Regions from separate parts of the Capra hircus genome. Here region 2 is linked to region 1. The links are chromatin contacts, called in public Hi-C maps. All regions are on one chromosome and are shown on one strand. The core of a region is the stretch at or near the end of the contact, and the rest is flanking DNA. Distances in the headings are between cores, read along the strand shown.

Evidence for each region. A called contact is a pair of places that touch in the nucleus more often than the background predicts.
Region 2: a contact with region 1 is called in a Hi-C map of blood, with 5 times the contacts expected there. The contact joins the enhancer-like site here to the promoter of ELP6 in region 1. A contact is called at or near these places in 2 of 5 Hi-C or Micro-C datasets (both in blood).

Annotation. Positions count from the first base shown.
Region 1 is chr22:52,179,977-52,182,989 of ARS1.2, forward strand. It overlaps ELP6 (elongator complex protein 6), which reads left to right and starts at 1,451. Exons shown (of 7, transcript XM_005696017.3): 1 at 1,451-1,966. The coding sequence starts at 1,646.
Region 2 is chr22:52,279,903-52,282,602 of ARS1.2, forward strand. All of the region lies in intron 3 of SCAP (sterol regulatory element-binding protein cleavage-activating protein), which reads left to right. Among named protein-coding and RNA genes, the nearest start is that of PTPN23, 42 kb to the right of the region's middle. Within about 2 kb of position 1,284, at least 1 of the 5 cell types and tissues checked has an H3K27ac peak or open chromatin away from gene starts, as enhancers often do.

The DNA of each region.
Region 1 (3,013 bases), core at 201-2,700:
CAGTTCGGTCGCTCAGTTGTGTCCAACTCTTTGCGACCCCATGGACTGCACAACACCAGGCCTCCCTGTCCATCATCAACTCCTGGAATTTACCCAAACTCATGCCCATTGAGTTGGTGATGCCATCCAGCCATCTCATCCTCTGTCGTCGCCTTCTCCTTCCACCTTCAATCTTTCCTATCATCAGGGTCTTTTCAAATGAGTCAACTCTTCACATGAGGTGGCCAAAGTATTAGAGCTTCAGCTTCAACATCAGTCCTTCCAATGAATACTCAGGACTGATCTCCTTTAGGATGGACTGGTTTGATCTCCTTGCAGTCCAAGGGACTCTCAAGAGTCTTCTCCAACACCACAGTTCAAAAGCATCAATTCTTCAGCGCTCAGCTTTCTTTATGGTCCAACTCTCACATCCATACATGACAACTGGAAAAACCATAGCTTTGACTAGATGGACCTTTGTCAGCAAAGTAATGTCTCTGCTTTTTATTTTATTGTCTCTGCTTTTTAATATGCTGTCTAGGTTGGTCATAACTTTCCTTCCAAGGAGTAAGCATCTTTTAATTTCATGGCTGCAGTCACCATCTGCAGTGATTTTGGAGCCCCCCAAAATAAAGTCTCTCACTGTTTCTGCTGTTTCCCCATCTATTTGCCATGAAGCGATGGGGCCAGATGCCATGATCTTCGTTTTCTGAATGTTGAGCTTTAAGCCAACTTTCTCGCTCTCCTCTTTCACTTTCATCAAGAGGCTCTTTAGTTCTTCTTCACTTTCTGCCATAAGGGTTGTGTAATCTGCATATCTGTATATGTGAGGTTATTGATATTTCTCCTAGCAATCTTGATTCTAGCTTGTGCTTCATCCAACCCAGCGTTTCTCATGATGTACTCTATGTATAAATTAAATAAGCAGGGTGACAATATACAGCCTTGATGTACTCCTTTTCCTATTTGGAATCAGTCTGTTGTTCCATGTCCAGTTCTAACTGTTGCTTCCTGACATGCATACATATTTCTCAAGAGGCAGGTCAGGTGGTCTGGTATTCCATCTCTTTCAGAATTTTCCAGTTTATTGTGATCCACACAGTCAAAGCATTTGGTGTAGTCAATAAAGAAGAAATAGATGTTTTTCTGGAACTCTCTTGCTTTTTCGATGATCCAGCGGAAAATTGGCAATTGATCTCTTGTTCCATGGAGGCTTAGGGAAGGCCTCGCTGATAAACTGACATGTGAACAAAGACCTGAAAGAAGTGATATGTTTTTTGTTTGTTTGTTTGTTTTTAACGGCTGCAGCCCAGGGAGGGGAAACAGTGCAAAAACCTCAAAGAGAATCATGCAGGGCGTGTTCCAACCCTACTTGGTCAGTGACCCTACTCTGATAACCTGTCTTATCCAAAACCTACCCCCATCTCACCGTTATTCCTTTATCCAGCTTCATTTCCCCCCCCCCCAAAGAAATTTTCAATGTATTATTCCATGTTTATTACGTCTGTTTTCTGTTTTGTGCGAGAGCGGGCGTCTTCGCCTGTCTGGTTCGCCCATTGCAGCCAAAGCGTTTAGTAGTGTGAGGCACACCGCAGGAGCTTGACAGGAGGCTCTGAGATGAGAAGAACGCGCGGTTGAGGGAAGGAAGAAGAGACCCGACCTCCTCATGCCTTGGTCGTGGGAAGCTCTCTGGGAGTGGAATGCAGGTAAGAAGCCCGCACAGCTCAGCGTCCAGGTTCCCCGGCCTTGTGCGCGTCTCTGCACATGCGCCGAGTGCGACCGATCCGCGCGTTCCATTGGCTGCGGCCAGAGGAATCGCGCATGCGCACTCCTCCCGCGTGGTCCTGTGTGGTGGGTTTTGCCCTCCAGCCTCCGCTGTATCCGTGACAGCCCATCTTCCCATCCGGGGCCCCCGTGCGTTCTGGAGCTCGGAATGTTCCCAGAACTCAATAACCTTCTCAACACCACCCCTGAAGGGGCGGAGCAGGTAAGAGGTCGCAAGGTCGAGGAGGAGGTTGGATTCTGGGAGCGCGGCACAAGACCGCACACCCGGATGAAGCGCGCGCGGACCCGTGGGAAATCACGTGACGTCCGTGGCCCGGCGGCGCTTGGGAGTTGTAGTCCGCAGAGGACCCGACCCCGAGGCTAGGCTAGACACTTAGGCCCGCGCAAGATGGGCATCCTGCGGGTTTTCGAAGGTCGCGTGCGCCCTTGAAAGACCACAGGAAGCATGTTATTCGTTTGAGTTGACTTGAGTGTATAGGCGACCCTTGTGCGTGTTCAGCGTGGTGGGAGTCCCAGCGCCCAAACAGGTTGGTGGGGGTGGTTTAGTCGCTCTGTCGTGTCCGACTCTTTGTGACCCCATGGACCGTAGCCCGCCAGTCTCTTCTGTCCCCGCTCCCCCCCCCCCGTCCCCCCGCCCTCCCCATCACAAGGGAGCAACTTCTTAACGACCTCTCCTTAACGGCCTCCTCTGTCCTGGGAACACTCGGCAGGTTTCAGCGAATGCTTCTGCTCGTCTTCCTCCCCATGTTTTTGAACAGTGCTCTCTGAGTTGCTCGCAGCTAACGTTTGATTGCACAGCACGCCTTTGGCACCACAGCCTCCCTGCTGTTTTCGTCGCTCTCTCCTTACCACGGTCTGGAGCATCTCAAAAACGTTCATTCGTTAGCCCGAGGGTTGCCTCTCCTAGAGACATAGGTGATTTATTTCATAACTCCTGTCTTTCTGATGAAATGGTAAGCTCGTCCAGGCAGCCAAGACACCTAGTGTTAAAGCCTTTGTGTTACTCCATAGTCCCAGGCGAATAGTTTTCAGTAAATCCTTGTGCATTTTAATTGCCCTGCAGTTTTTCTCTGCCCAAGCCTCCAGATGGCGCTGCTTACATTGCCAGTTACTACTAACACCTCCAAAGTCCAAACTGAGGGCCACAGTGAGGGATAGAAGTGGGCACCAGGAAATGACAGCGCCAGGGGTAACCCTCAGAGTCTGCTAGTGTAATCTTTCATGTTTTATGAGAGGAAAAAATATCAGG
Region 2 (2,700 bases), core at 34-2,533, 100 kb after region 1:
GTCAAAGAGTGTTCTGCCTGAGTTTTCCTCTTAAGGGTTTTATAGTTTCTGGTGTTACATTTAGGTCTGTAATCCATTTTGAGTTTACCTTTGTGTATGGCATTAGGAAGTGTTCTAGTTTCATCCTTTTACGGGTGGCTGTCCAGTTTTCCCAACACCACTTATTGAAGAGACTGTCATTTCTTCTTTGTATACTCTTGCCTCCTTTGTCAAAGATAAGGTGCCCATAGGTGTGTGGGTGATGGATTTCTTTTACTGAGTTATAATTCTTTCTGTGTGCTGGAGGTATCTCTCTGTGTAGCCCTCTTCTCCGCTTTTATTGATATGTTCCTGCAGTGGGATGGAGGCTGCACCCTGCGGTTGGGCCTCGTGTGTGTGTGTCCTCCAGAAAGGACTCCAATCAATTCTGCCGGCATCTTGTGCCCTGGGTTAGGCCTGGCATGTGTTGGAGTCACTGATCACCCCCATGTGGGGGTGTGGGGAGGTCAGTTCCCACTGGGAGGAGGGGTGTTTTTACCAGAGCAAAGCGGAAAGGTGAAGACTTGCCGTTTCTCAACTGTGTGACCTTGGGCAGGTTATGTAACGACTCTGTACCTTGGTTTCCACATTCGTAAAATGGGGATAATAGTTATACCTGCATTACAGTTGTCACAGGATGAAGTGAAAGGATGCAAATTCAGGTCGGTGTCTGGCCCATCACTGGATCTGTAAATGAGTCTGGCTGTCACCACTGTCCTTGCTTACATCTGGCCAGAGCGGAGGGCAGGGCAGAGGGTCCTGTGCTCAGAGGTTCTAAGTGCACCAGGCGTGCTCTGCATATGTGTCACTAAGAGACAGAAGTCTGAAGTGAGGCTTTCTTCTTGAAGCTTGATAGGTGATCAGGTAGTTGGGACCAAGTTAAATCCTGGGCTCTCAGTTTAAATGAATCCTCTCGGCAGTGGGAAGCTGAGCCCTTAGAGGCAGCGACGTGGTGAGAGTGGTGGTAAGATGGTCAGTCTTCGAGAAACCTGGAGACGGGGATGATGGTGCCTAGGAGGAGGGTGAGGGGGCAGAGAGGCGAAGGGGGCTTCATTTTACAGGGATCGCAAGGCTGCATGTAAGAGCTTTAGGACACAATGACGCCACTAGGTATGACTGGCGTGCGCCGGGCCACCTGGCTCACTGGCTGGTTGCTGGTGTTGTGTTGTTCCGTCCGCACAGTGATCTGCCGAGTTCTGAGGGTCTGTCCCCGTTTCCCTCAGTAAGCCTGGGACTGAGGCTTGGAGAGCGTAGAGACCCTTGTCTGAGGCACGCAGCTGGGGGTAGGGCTAGAATGTGAACCCCAGCATGGCCCCTGTGCCGCCCCCCACAGCCATTCCCCGCCTGTCCAGGGCTGGGGAGCAAGGAGCAGGAGCCCTGTCCTCCAGGAGCTGAGCAGTGGGAGTGCTCTCAGGGGCTCCTGGGTATGTCAGCGCAAAGGCAACGGGCCTGGAGCTCTAGGATGCTTTCTCTGAAAGTGAAGGACAGATTTTGTGTGTGTGTATGTGTGTGTTTAAACAAGCTTTTTGTTTTAATTTTCTTTATTTTTGGCTGCGTTGTGTCTTTGTTGCTGCGCTGGCTTTTCTCCAGTTGCCGTGCGCGGGCCTCTCATTGCAGTGGCCTCTCTTGTTGCGATACTAGGGTGCACGGGTTTCAGCACCCTAGGGCTCCCGGGCCATAGAACACAGGCTAAACAGACATGGTCCACAGGCTTAACTGCTCCACCACACATGGGATCTTCTCAGACCAGGGATCAAACCGTCCATCGACGGGCGGATTCTTTACCACTGGACCACCAGGGAGGCCCAGGGATTGTGTTTAAAGCAACAGCAAGCCTGAGATGTCCTGCTCTGGCTTGGCCCTGCTAGACTGACTCATCATGGAAACCTGACCCTCATGCCAGACCCTGCCTGCCAGTCCGCCTGGGTGCCTGGGCTTCCAGGCCAGCCCTGCAGCGTGGGTGGTGGCATCCTAAGCCTGAATGTGAGGTTTCCGAGGAGCCCAGGTCAGGGCTCTCATGCTGAGACAGTGGCAACTGAGACCCCGCAGGCCCTAGGACCTCAGCTCCCCTCCAGCACTGCTGTGCTGGGCCTTTGCTTCTGTGCCCTGTTCTCCATGGGACCCACATGGTTCAGAACCACCCCGGCATGTAGGACTCACAGACTGGGAATTGGGCAGCCCCAGGCTTGAATCCTGCCTCTGCTGCTGTGTGGCCTTGGGCATCCTCTTGTCATCTCTCTGAGACTGATTTTCTTATCTGGGTCCTCTAGCTCAGGGTCTCTTAGTCACGCTGTGAAGGCTGCAGTTGTCTCAGAGCCTGCATCCATGTCAGACAGTGAGGGAAGCACGCCCCCTGCAGGCTGGGGCTGCGGCCCCTGGTCCCTCACTGTGTGCTGGCTGGAAACCCCCTCAGTTCCGTGCCTTGCGGACCTTTTTGGAGCGTGTCACAGTGCGGCTGATGCCAGCAGAGTGGTGGCTGTGAGGACGGGGCCGTGGGAGAGTCAGGATGTTTTCCTTCCGTTTAAGACAGATCGTGGCAGCAGAGACACTAAGCCCTAACCACTGGGCCACCAGGGAATCCCCTCTCTTAACTATATCTAAGTGTACAGTCCAGTGGCATTAAATGCATTCACATTGTACAACCGTTACCACTATTCTTCTCTATAATGCTTCATCTCATAA